Regions from separate parts of the Mus musculus genome. Here region 1 is linked to region 2. Evidence: chromatin contacts called from public HiChIP or PLAC-seq data. All regions are on one chromosome and are shown on one strand. Each heading gives the region's core, a stretch centred on a gene start, on an enhancer-like site or on the middle of the called end of the contact. The rest is flanking DNA. Distances are from core to core; before and after follow the strand shown.

Region 1 (6,036 bases), core at 2,952-5,451, 310 kb after region 2:
TAATGTGCAGGTGTACATACAGATAGAGTACTCATATACATAAAATAAATAAATATTCAAAGAAAGGCCATACAGAGACTGCCCTACCTGGGGATCCATCCCCTATACAGTTGCCAAGCCTAAATGCTATTATGAATGCAGGGAAGTGCTTGCTGAAGGGAGCCTGATATGACTGTCTCCTGAGAGGCTCTGCCAGAACTTGACAAATACAGAGGTGGATGCTCACAACCAACCATTGGACTGAGCATGGAGTCCCCGATGGAGGAGTTGGAGAAGGGACTGAAGGAGCTGATGGTGTTTGCAGCCCCTTGGGAGGTACAACAGTGTCAACTGGCCAGTGATCTGTCAACTGACCCAGAGATCCTGGGGACTGGACCACCAACCAAAGAGTACACATGGAGCGATTCATGGCTCCGGCCGCACATGTGGCAGAGGATGGCCTTGTTGGACAACAGTGGGAGGAGCTGTCCTTGATCCTGTGGGGGTTCCATGCCCAAGTGTAAGTAAATGCCAAGGCAAGATGATAGGAGTGGGTGGGTGGGTGAGCACCCTCATAGAGGTAGGGGAAGGAGAAATGGGATAGGGGGGTTCTGGAGGGAAGACCTGGAAAGTGGATAACACTTGAAATGTAAATGAAGAAAATATCCAATAAAAGAAAAAGAAAAAAACTTTTTGAGAATGTGTGAGTAGGAATGTACCCATGTTCTCTTTATCTCTTTGTCTGCATCTTTGCCAGTGTTGTACAGAAAAGCTATCTGTGTAAGTTGATTCTATATCTTGCCACACTGATGAATTTGTTTATCATTTCTAAAATGTTTCAATTATAACACCTGGAACTGTAATGTACAGTATCGTGTTGCCTGCCAACAGGAATAGTTTGGATTCTTCTTTTCCTACTTGTCTCACTTCAATTTCCTTCCCTTGCTTTATTGCTTCAGCTAGCAAGTTTAGCACAACATTGAAAAGAAGGGGAGTGGGACATCTCTGTATCATTCCTGACCTCATGGAATTGTTTCAAGCTCCTTTTTTTCCATTTTTGTTGCATGTGACGCCTATAAAGGCTCACCAACAAGTCTACGTAAACATGAGCTAAACAAAGACAAAACTATAAACATGCGGAAAGTGGATAGGGAAGACCATGTAGGCCCAACCATGCATAAGAAACTACAGGCAACTAAGAATAATGGGTGCAGGAGAAATAGTCTAACTCGAGGGAAGAGCACACCAACTGGTTATTCAATTCCAAATGGTCAGTTCTGGAAACATACACAAAAGTAACATTATACAGATACGCAGGTTATATTCAGGAATATATATGAACGTGTGTGTGTGTGTGTGTGTGTGTGCATGTGCGCGCACGCGTGAATATGTGTGTGTGTGTGTGATAAAGACAAAATAAAGAGCCCATGAATTTGAAAGACATCAAGAACCAAGGAAGGGTTTGGAAGGAGGAAAGCTTTCAGAAGGGGGAAGTTGTGAAATTCTATCATCTCAAAAGTAAAAGAAATAATTAAAAATGCTTTTTCAGGAATCCTGGTGGTAGCTGGCAGAGTCACCTCCAGAGAGTGACACGCAGACTTGGCTCCCCCCTTCCCACCCCCCCCACCCCCACCCCCCACGGCCCTCCCTCTTGCTGGGCTCGCCATGGTCTCCCTTGCTCCCTGAGATCCCTAAGCGCTGAGGAGTGGCCCGGGGGAGGAGGCCTTGGGCGATGGGGCACGGAGAGGGAGGGCGGGCGGGCAGAGGGGGCACCGCGGATCTCTATATGGCCACGGCTCTGTCGGGTCTGGCTGTCCGGCTGTAGCGCTCCGCCTAATCCTATGGGGTCTTCTGCAAGGGGCTGACCCGCACGCTGCTCATCTTCTTTGACTTGGCTTGGCGGCTGCGCATCAACTTTCCCTACCTCTACATCGTGGCTTCCATGATGCTCAACGTCCGTCTGCAGGTTCACACTGAGATCCACTGAAGTCCATCCTTGACTGATAGGCCTCACCTCGACTCACTGCATCAGAGGGCACAGACCATGAAAGCTGGGAGAGGGACCCTGGGTGTCTGCCTGGCCAAGCAGTCACAAGGAGGTGACCCGGACAAACTAGCATGTGGCCTTAAGAAAAGAAGTCAGAAGAGGAACCCCAGCCCATCAGTTGTGCCTTCTTGGACAGACCAGCCTGTAGTCTGCTGATAGATAGCCATGGAAAGTCACGGGCCATGGCAGCAGCAGCCTCAGAAATGAAGCATGATCAGAGCAAGGCCAGCCTCCTGCATCATGGTGGCTTCAAAGTGCTTCAGACTCTGAAGGGATCAGTGGGGAGAAGCTCAGCTCTAGCAGCCTCCCTCGGCAAGGCTGTGGCTCTGCCCCCTGCTCCTTCAGAAGAACAACTAGCCGGGATGTCCCGCGGCATCGGGGATGCACTAGGAAGTGACTGGCCAGGAAGAGAGCCCAGAGCCACGGACAACCATGGACAGTACCTCAAAGGAGAGTCCTGGGTGGCCAGGCCATCCAAAACTGAGGGAAGTGGGATTCCTAAGAGGTGAACCACTAAGTGCTGTCCCCAAGGGGCTAGGCACCTGGTCAGAACTGTCTCACTGATACTCTGAGCTGTGCCATCTGCCGTATGCTTACCCCTATTATAAAGTTCTCCCAGAAGACGAGCTGAGATGTGTGTCCCTTGACCGTTTCAATCCCGTGCTTTCAGAGGAAACAGTAGAAGATGAGAAAACTCTCAAGTACTTCAGATGGTCCGCAGATAGTCATGGGGTCACTGGCTCTGCAATCTTCCAGATTAGCAAGTCTCTGATGCCATAGTTAAGGTTCAAGCAGAACAATAAAAATAGCAGATTAATTTTAAAGGTTGTCTTACAGTTTCTTTTGCATTAAGTCTGGCGTATGCTGCAGCCGTTCAGTTCCTGTTGTTTCCTGTGAACCAGACGCACCTCAGTGGTTGATGCAGAAGGACGTCTTCGAGCATGTTTTCAATCGTTTCGGAAAGACACTCAGAACTGGGAAACCCCCTCCCCCCGCGAAAATGATTGATCTGCTCAGTATAAGATGAGACAGGAACCTTTATCACAGAGTTCTAAATCATGGAGACACATCCTCAAGGGCTAGTGTCCGGGTGCCGCCTGCCTCAGCTCACCTCTGGCCATCTGATGGAAGTGGAGGCCTTTAGGCTACGCCCTCCACTCCTTGTAAGCCTTGCTTCGGTCATGAAGAGTCTTGCTTGCCATTTCTGCACTGTACTGACTCGGTGACCTGCAGCCAGAGGTCCCTTCTCACATGTCCCCCTCCTTCCGCCTGAGTTGCAGTTTTTAATGGAGGCACTTTGGAGAAGTTGCAATATTAAATTTAGGATAATTTAAAATTACAGAAGAGTTTGAGAACACAGATGGCAAATGAAGCAATGAAGCGTTTTCCTTTACACCAGCCCAGGACTTGTGATTTCTTTTACATTAAGATTTTTTTTTCCCAAAGTGACTTTCCCTTTGTGGTTTGTTGGTAACTTTAATAAAGGTCATTTAAAGAGTAGACATTTTAAAGCCTCCCTACCCAAGACAGAGTTAAAAACAGCCATGGGAGAGTTGGGGGACCTGACTGCATATGTCATTTATATTGTGTCCTAAATTACTATGCCATGGGCTATTTTAGTGTTTTGGGAAAATAATAAAATCTGTTCTTTAGCATTAAAACAAAACAAAAAAATGCTTTTTCAGAGAATAGTTTTAGATTCAGAGCAATAATTAGAGGAAGGCACAGGTATGTCTTATATACTCCCAATCCCATACATGCCTGGCCTCCAAGGTGATCAAAACCCCATGTGAGTGATTTATTACAAGTGATGAGCCTACGATGGCCCATAAGGACACACAGCTCATAGTATTCTCTAGACAAGAAGATAATGCCATGCATCTACCTTTACAGGACAGCTGAAGAAGAACTACAGAAGGTCATTGCTTTAGACTAATTCCCACACTAGAATTGAGGCACCAAGCTGAAAACTAAGCTACCTACTGACTAGAAATCAGTGTTCCAGATAACAGCCTAAGGCCCTATCAGGTGGGTTTCAGTTGGTTCGATAAGGAAGTTTCCTCTGCACTTAATGCTTACAACAAAAGATGTAATCTGAGGTGGACTGGACGGGGATTGTTCTAGTAGGTCTCACTGTCCCCATAGCTTAGGGGAAGTGACTTTGAAATGGCCAGCCCACTTCTGGTTTTTATCTACTCTTCTGATTGCCTAATAATTGTTACTTTCATTTTCTATTTTCTTCCAATCCTTCTTCATTTACAAAGAGCTGGGTATTTTTTTCTACTGAGCTCATTGGAATCACGATTCTATGTTACTAAAGTACTGCTTGATTCTATAATTTAAAAATGAAGTGATTTAAAGTCATTAAGCCAACTTGTTATAAATCTGCCCTCTGATGATGCTATTTTTAGACCAAGTTTTTTACTTTATAAATACAAAACATTGTCATTGCCCTTTAATTCCTCTGTGTTTTGATATTAATTTTATTATGACAACGTCACTTGTGCAGCCTATATCTCAGTGGATGGAGGGGTTATCTGTTTCTAAGCTGCTCACCTCGGGGTTCATCCTTAGGGTCTTAAGGAGATTTACGTTGTTATGAAAAGAACTCCCAGGTAGGGACTTGTCAAGAAAAGCTACAGCTTGCTAATGATTTGCCAAAGGACAGCTTCTGAGAGATTAGAGCCAGTAAGGCAGGAAAAGCAGACCCCAGGCTCCAGCGATTGGAGGAGCTCCAGGCACCTCTCCGGGCCCCAACAGGTTTAGTCAAACGTATCTGGTCTTTAAAATGAGGACTAAGTGTACAAAGTCTCATTCACATCTAATTGTCAGTAGCTTCACTTAGCTGATAAAGTCCTAGGAAGTGGCAAAGGGATTAATGTCTCTATACAAAGCTCAGAGCCCTTGTTGTAAATTCCCTTTCCTTAGAACTATTAGCCCAACTATGCTCATTATCAAAAAAAGAAAAACAAGACAAAGGTGGGTCTTCCTGATGTGACACTTAGTCATCAACACATGAAACAACCTCAGACCACAGAAGGAAAAATTCCTTTCCTTAATCAAGTTCCACCAAGGTGGAAACCTAAGTGCAGCCCTTTTGTGAGTTTAAAGCCTCTAAATTCACAACGCCCTGGATTTACCTCTTCATTCAGGAAGTAATTGGTTTTTAAGGAAAGCGTTAACACCCAGAGGTGGGTCACAGCACCTTTTGAGCTGGAGACCTCAGTCTGTGTCCTGTTTTACCTACTTGTATTCATCCGAGCCTTGCCTTTCTCTCCATCCTTGCCTAGGGTGCTTCTCTTTAATGCCAGTCCATAGACTTTGGCCAAAGGCTGCTGCTATCAAGGGCATACAGGGCAGGAGTTCTAGTCCTCATCTTAACTCTCATGATCTCAGCAATCCTACGTACATCTCTTCTCAGGCCCTCTACCCCTGTGAGACTCCTGGATGCCAGCTTATGGCTCCTGTGACATACAGACACCCTTGTGTGGGATTTCCACGCTCTTCACTTAGCTGTTCATTTCCTGACATCATGAAATGCCGCCCTCAGTTCTGGGCTGTGTTCCCACCAATCTTCGTTACCTTGCACACAGATGCCAATCATGGAATTCTCTATGTGTCAGCCTATCACACTGTCTGTATTTCCCGGTGGTCAGATTCCAGGCTGCAAGTGAGAGCCCCACCCCCCACCCCAGTTCACATCATCCCAGCAGGTGTTCCCAAAGGCAGTGAGCTGACTTTAGGAGGGGACTTGCAATGAGTGTAGAACCACAACATGACATCCGCAAAGTCTGGTAAAGCAGGCTATAATTAATTGTGTGGGCTCTTAAGGAAATGAAATCCCAGCAGGCTCCTGGTTCCCCTCTTAATTAGCTTCGTCCATTCCCTCAGGAATGTGTTCCTTCCCTATAAACTTCCTTTTGTCTGGACTCACAGGTGTTAAGTAAATACCTGCAACAGCTTTTGGAAGCTTTTGCAACCCACAGAGACAGGGCCCTGGTGGCTCCTGC
Region 2 (5,850 bases), core at 3,334-5,833:
ATATCCACTCCTATGGCAAGGTTTTGCCAACAGGTGTATAACAATATAACCCACGGTTGGGTACTTGGTAAGTACCTAAAATCTAGGTGTTTCCTACTGTAAATATAAAAGAGAACTGTAAATTCTATGACACAGCAGAATGACCAAGGTTTATACTTTCCTATACAATATGTTAAGCCTGTCTTGTACTTTAGCCACAATGTAGAATCATATGAACTATAAGGGGAAATAAATGCCTAGGTTAAAACATTCATTTAATCTTTGTAGATATGATATAACTGACACAAAAGGCTCCACACTGCTCCCATATCCTCACATCTAAGGAAAAAGAGAGCCTTTATCCCATACTCATCTCTCAAAGTGGTCTAAACCACACACATCTCTGAAATATGTCCTACAAAGTCATCTCTGTTCTGTATCTACAGAATATAATCACTAGGGACATAAGGCAGTTTAATTACTTTATGAGTGCTTTAAGGCATTTTGAACCTCATTCCACATGCTATATTTAATAACTTCTTCCTTTCAAAGCTTCACAGTAGAGAATAAAAAAGAGCCAGCATCACCCGTTTCTTCAGAAAAGTTTACTTGAATATTGGAAGAGGAAACTTCCCTTCATAGAATTTTGATTCTCTAAATTGTATCAGAATTTTTTTCTAGTTACTAATATAAAAGCAGCTTATATGCTTTCTAGAGGAGACATCATATTAATAGTCAAAATAAGGTGGCAACTAGGCCTGGAAACAAATTACTTTAGTTTTAACACTTGGGAGCCAGAGGCAGAAGGATCAGCTCTTTGATATAGTGAGGTCTGGGTCATCCAGAGCTGTGTAATGTGCCTTGTCTCAGAAAATACAAGATAAATAAGTAATAAAAAGATGAAAACTAAAGGGAAAGTAAATTATAATTAAAAATGATATAAAATGTAAATGAAGTAAATACCTAATAAAAATTTTAAAAAGGATTAACTTAACAATTTTCAAATGTATTGCATTTATTGCCTTCTAGAGAAGAAATCAGACCATCAGCAATCGGAGAAATCAGAGATCAGTAATATAATGTTGAGTAAATAATGTTGAGTTATGGGGATAGTTTATGATGATTGACTTTTTGTTTAACATCATATAAAATAAGGAGCACTAAGAAATTTCTAATATCTAGTATGCTTCATAAATGTGAGCTTTATAAAAGAAAATAGAGGTTTCAACAAAACAGATCTAATCGCCTTTTAAGACTGATTTCCATTTGACATGTACCAATGACCTGTTTTAGCCTTTGGCAAATGTTGACATTTAAGACCCCTAAGTAGTTCCTAGAATTGAGTGCCAAGAGTAACCAGAGGGTTAAAATTCCAAATTCAATATAGACACATTGCCTTTTTTCATACTTGACTTTCATTTTCCCCACAGAACCTAAAATAACTCGTCCTCCCATTAATGTAAAAATAATAGAGGGATTGAAGGCAGTTCTGCCGTGCACTACGATGGGTAACCCCAAACCATCTGTGTCCTGGATCAAGGGGGACAATGCTCTCAGGGTAAGTGATGGTGGTATTAAAATCTCTGTATAAGACATCGTTGTAAAAGATTTGTGTTTTACGTGTGTGTGTGTGTGTGTGTGTGTGTGTGTGTGTGTGTGTGTGTGTGGACATGGACATGGACATCCATGGAGGCCAAAAGAGAGAATCAGGTCCCTTGAAATGGAGTGGCAGACAGTGTGAGCCACCCAGTATGGGTGCTAGGAATCAACTCCAGTCCTCTGCAAGAGCAGCGGGGCTAAATTCTTAATGGCTAAATTCTCCAACCTGCTTAAGTCATCTTTTAAATATAATTATCCAGAACTTCTAACTAACAGCTAACTAACTACCTACATAGTCACAAGCTTCTAGTATATGTTTCTAACTAGCTATCTACATAGTCACAAGCTTCTAGTATATGTTTTTTGTATACACATTAGGCAAACTTATGTTTTTCTCTTCTTAACTATGCACACTCACTCTATGGCATTCTAGTAGGGACTGACTTGGAGACAGAAGCAATAGGAATCAGAAGCATTAGAGATGAAGTGGGCTCAGAGCCCAAGCATTTTTTTTGTCTTGGTCAGTTGTATCACTTATCATCATCATCATCATCATCATCAGCAGCAGCAGCAGCAGCAGCATAGTCATCATAGTCAACATCAACTGTTTTAAACCTTAGGCATAACAAAGCTGAACTAACACCCAAGTTTTAGAACTGGTCGTTTCTGGGAGAAGAGAAATGAGGATTGGAAGGAAGAAACTGAGAGAAAACAGATACTAGAGCACAGAGACTCAGAATGATAAATAGACACAAACACATCTCAGTAACAAACAGAAGTTAGGTTAAAGCTCTGTTATTTGTGCTGGGTTTCATGGATCAGAGTGCTTGCTTGCATGAGAACCTGAGCTCATATGCACCCACATACATGTGAGCTTGTGACTACAGTGCTGCGGGAGGAGACAGGAAGATCACGTGGCTTGCTGGCCGACAGCCTGACTCCAGGCTCAGTGAAGATATCAAAGGAACAAAGTAGAGAGTAGAAGATCATGACATCGGATGCCCTCTTCTTGCCACATGGATGCACACACATGTATAACTGCACAGACATGTAGATAGATATACTATAATGACACACACGTTTACAAAAAATTAGCTATTCATTGGGTTAGCTTGTATGCTCTTGTATGTTGTCTCCTTGGTTACTAATAAAGTGTTTTTGTTTGTTTGTTTGTTTGGAGACAGGGTTTCTCTGTATAGCCCTGGCTGTCCTGCAACTCACTTTGTAGACCAGGCTGGCCTTGAACTCAGAAATCCTCCTGCCTCTGCCTCCCAAATGCTGGGCTCAAAGGTGTGCGCCACCACACCCAGCTTAATAAAGTGTTTTTATATATTATAATCATCTTCACGGCTTCATCTCACCAAGAATGAGATGACAGACTCATCCTACCAGGCCCAACACACTCCGTGGGAAGCAATGCATAGTTGTCAAGATACATCAAATAACTGAAACAAACTATAAATTTGGTAAGCTTTGCCAACTTTAATCACAATATATATACCACTTGGCTTTCCTTTTGTTATAAGCCTTGGTGCATTTTCTATAATAAAAATTAAAAGTGACTGAACTTGTAAAGTTAACAATGAATTCAAAAAGAGAAGATAAATGTCCCATCTGAACTCCAAAGAGTAATTATTCTCAAGATATGTATTCTCCTGAGGATATCCTAAGGGTCCATTGTAAGTCACGGTAACAGAAAACAATGTTTTAAACTTTTGCCTTGTTTTGTATTTTATTCTGGGGGTTGCTGTGTGTAAGCAAATTTTCTACCATTGAGCCACACCTCTAGCCCCAAAGTTCAATGCTTTCAAACAGGTGCAAACAAGCACGACCTTTAGGAATTATGATCATTGATGTGTTCTAATGTGATGAAGGAAAATAAAAACAGAATAGATGCAATCTTAGATATTGAGATAGCTAATTTTGATCATCTTTCATGGTCTCAGTAGTATATGTTATTATGCATAGGCAGAGAAGAGGCAGACACTTTGGGTGTTAAGGGTAATGATAAATCAATGAAATAAGGCAAGTGTGTCTTTGACTAAGGCTGTTTTCAAACTCATGTCTTTGGCAGGAAAATTCCAGAATCGCAGTTCTTGAATCTGGGAGCTTAAGGATCCATAATGTGCAAAAGGAAGATGCAGGACAGTACCGCTGTGTGGCCAAAAACAGCCTGGGCACAGCTTACTCCAAACTGGTGAAGCTGGAAGTGGAGGGTAAGAGGCAGCACGCACCCCTCACTGTCTGCTGGGGAGGCTGTACTTTGGATGGAGAAAGATATGATGTAGGAAGTTGTGGTTCACCAGCTCTGAGGGCAAGGCTTTGAAAACAGAGAAGTCAAAAGACAGTTCCCTAGCATAAACGTTCATATCCTATCTATTTCCCCAACTGCTGCTACGTTTGACCGTGACACCATTTTAGTGTGACTTTCCAGCTCAAACAGTTCTCTTATTTATAAGATTGGCTACAAATAAGTTTATCTTTTAATGCATTTGGATTGACTTTAAAACATAGGGAGATAGAAAAAAAATTAATCCTTTCCAAATTATGGCTTCACAAAGGATGCAAATAATAAGCCAATGAATCAAACATATAAACATGGTCCTAATTCTGTGAGTTAGGTAGCAATTAATGTTATGAGCATAGTAACAGTTTATCCAAATATAATGTATTTTTAATGAGGTCATTCAATAAATTGCTGGGGAAAAATCTTCATTGAGAAATCAGAATCCAAAACAGATTTTAGTGTTCCATTTCCTTGTTTGTCTGGTTCTTTACCTAAAATATTTTATCAAATTTGGTTTAAAAATAGGAACTAGGATCCAGGTGGGGTGGGCTAGGGAGAAACTGGGAGGAGGAGAGAGAGAGGAAACAGTAGTCAGGATATATTACGTGAGAAAATAAAACTACACTCAATAAATGGGGAGGGGAAGGAACTGCCAGCAGTCCTGTGCTGGACAAGTGACGACTCAGCCGTGAAACCCTCCCACACCTTCCTGTTCTGAGCTGCAGACACAACGTTTTACTCCCTCTGTAAACGTGAGTTTAACGAATCAATGAGCTCTTGCTTAGATTCAGCAGTCTGGCCTGGAATTTACTTCACAGATGATGGCTACAGATTTTTCTGCTTTTATTTTCCCTTTTTTTTTCTCTTTCCCGTTTTTGACTGATAAAATATTGGACTAGACATAACACAGAAATAGTCATTAAAACAGGGAAGATGCAGATAGGTCCCAGATCTTTGTGCTATCTCATTCTGCTTTAGCCAAAATCTGTCCTCTCCTGTGTTTTCCCTTCACTTAAAGTTATTTTCATTTTCTGAGTAGACCTAGGTCCTTTCTCTCACAGCTTTAATGACCTCTCTTTCCATATTTGTCTCTAGTTGAAGTAACATATTTTATGGTGCCATTACACCAACTGCTTATAAAATTTCCATTAGGAAATGGCAAACTATATATATATATATACACACACACATATATACATACATGTATGTATATGTATATATGTGTATATATACATATATATTAGATAATTAAATAAGAACACATATTATATATACATATAATATATCTTAGCATAGTTCTCAATATAGTTGGAACAACTTAACATCTTCTAATTTGTCAATTCTATTTAAAGATTAGAATGCAGGCTGGAGAGATGGCTCAGTGGTTAAGAGCACTGGTTACTCCTCCAAAACACCTGGGTTTGATTCCCAGCACCTGGCAGCTCACAACTGCCTATAACTCAATTCCAAGGAATCCAACACCCTCACACAGACACACATGCAGGTAAAACACCAATGCAGATGAAATGAAAACAAATTATTAAAGATTAGAATACAATCGATATTTTTCCAGTGCAAGCTAAATACACATGTAACTGCAATCTGAAACCTACTTACTGAAGACCTGCCTGGTTTCAAGATTGCCTTGAATGCTATGTAGAATGACATAGAATGATGTTATCCAATTGTATAAAATTCCACAAAAGATTTCCTTATTGACCTACCAAACTCAAGTTTTCTGTCTTCCCAGCTATTAAAACAAATTGCTTCAAATTGACTTAAAGAAATTTATTGCCAGTATTGATCTACTGGAGCCTGGTTACACAGTCTGCTCTTGCCACTTAATTGTGAATCAATAAAATGAGATGCCGCTTCCTTCTTCCTAACATTGAAATCATCATTCTTGTTGCCTTGACTGTTAACATATCCTGGGGGGTTTATTAAAATTCGCTATGGCTGAGAGCTCATGCTAACACTTGAAATTT

Evidence for each region. HiChIP or PLAC-seq counts read pairs in DNA pulled down with a chosen protein or histone mark.
Region 1: an H3K4me3 HiChIP or PLAC-seq map of bone marrow-derived macrophages shows a contact between it and region 2, with 6 times the contacts expected there. The contact joins two enhancer-like sites. A contact is called at or near these places in 2 of 484 Hi-C or Micro-C datasets (bone marrow-derived macrophages and embryonic stem cells) and 2 of 115 datasets of contacts at active chromatin or transcription factors (bone marrow-derived macrophages and large pre-B cells).

Annotation. Positions count from the first base shown.
Region 1 is chr4:58,609,035-58,615,070 of GRCm38.p6, forward strand. It overlaps the pseudogene Gm12579. Among named protein-coding and RNA genes, the nearest start is that of Lpar1, 59 kb to the left of the region's middle. Within about 2 kb of position 4,202, at least 28 of the 459 cell types and tissues checked have an H3K27ac peak or open chromatin away from gene starts, as enhancers often do. A contact at or near this core is called in bone marrow-derived macrophages, where this site is marked.
Region 2 is chr4:58,300,193-58,306,042 of GRCm38.p6, forward strand. It overlaps Musk (muscle, skeletal, receptor tyrosine kinase), which reads left to right. Exons shown (of 15, transcript NM_001037129.1): 4 at 1,410-1,537; 5 at 3,653-3,794. Among named protein-coding and RNA genes, the nearest start is that of Musk, 17 kb to the left of the region's middle. Within about 2 kb of position 4,584, at least 66 of the 459 cell types and tissues checked have an H3K27ac peak or open chromatin away from gene starts, as enhancers often do. A contact at or near this core is called in bone marrow-derived macrophages, where this site is marked.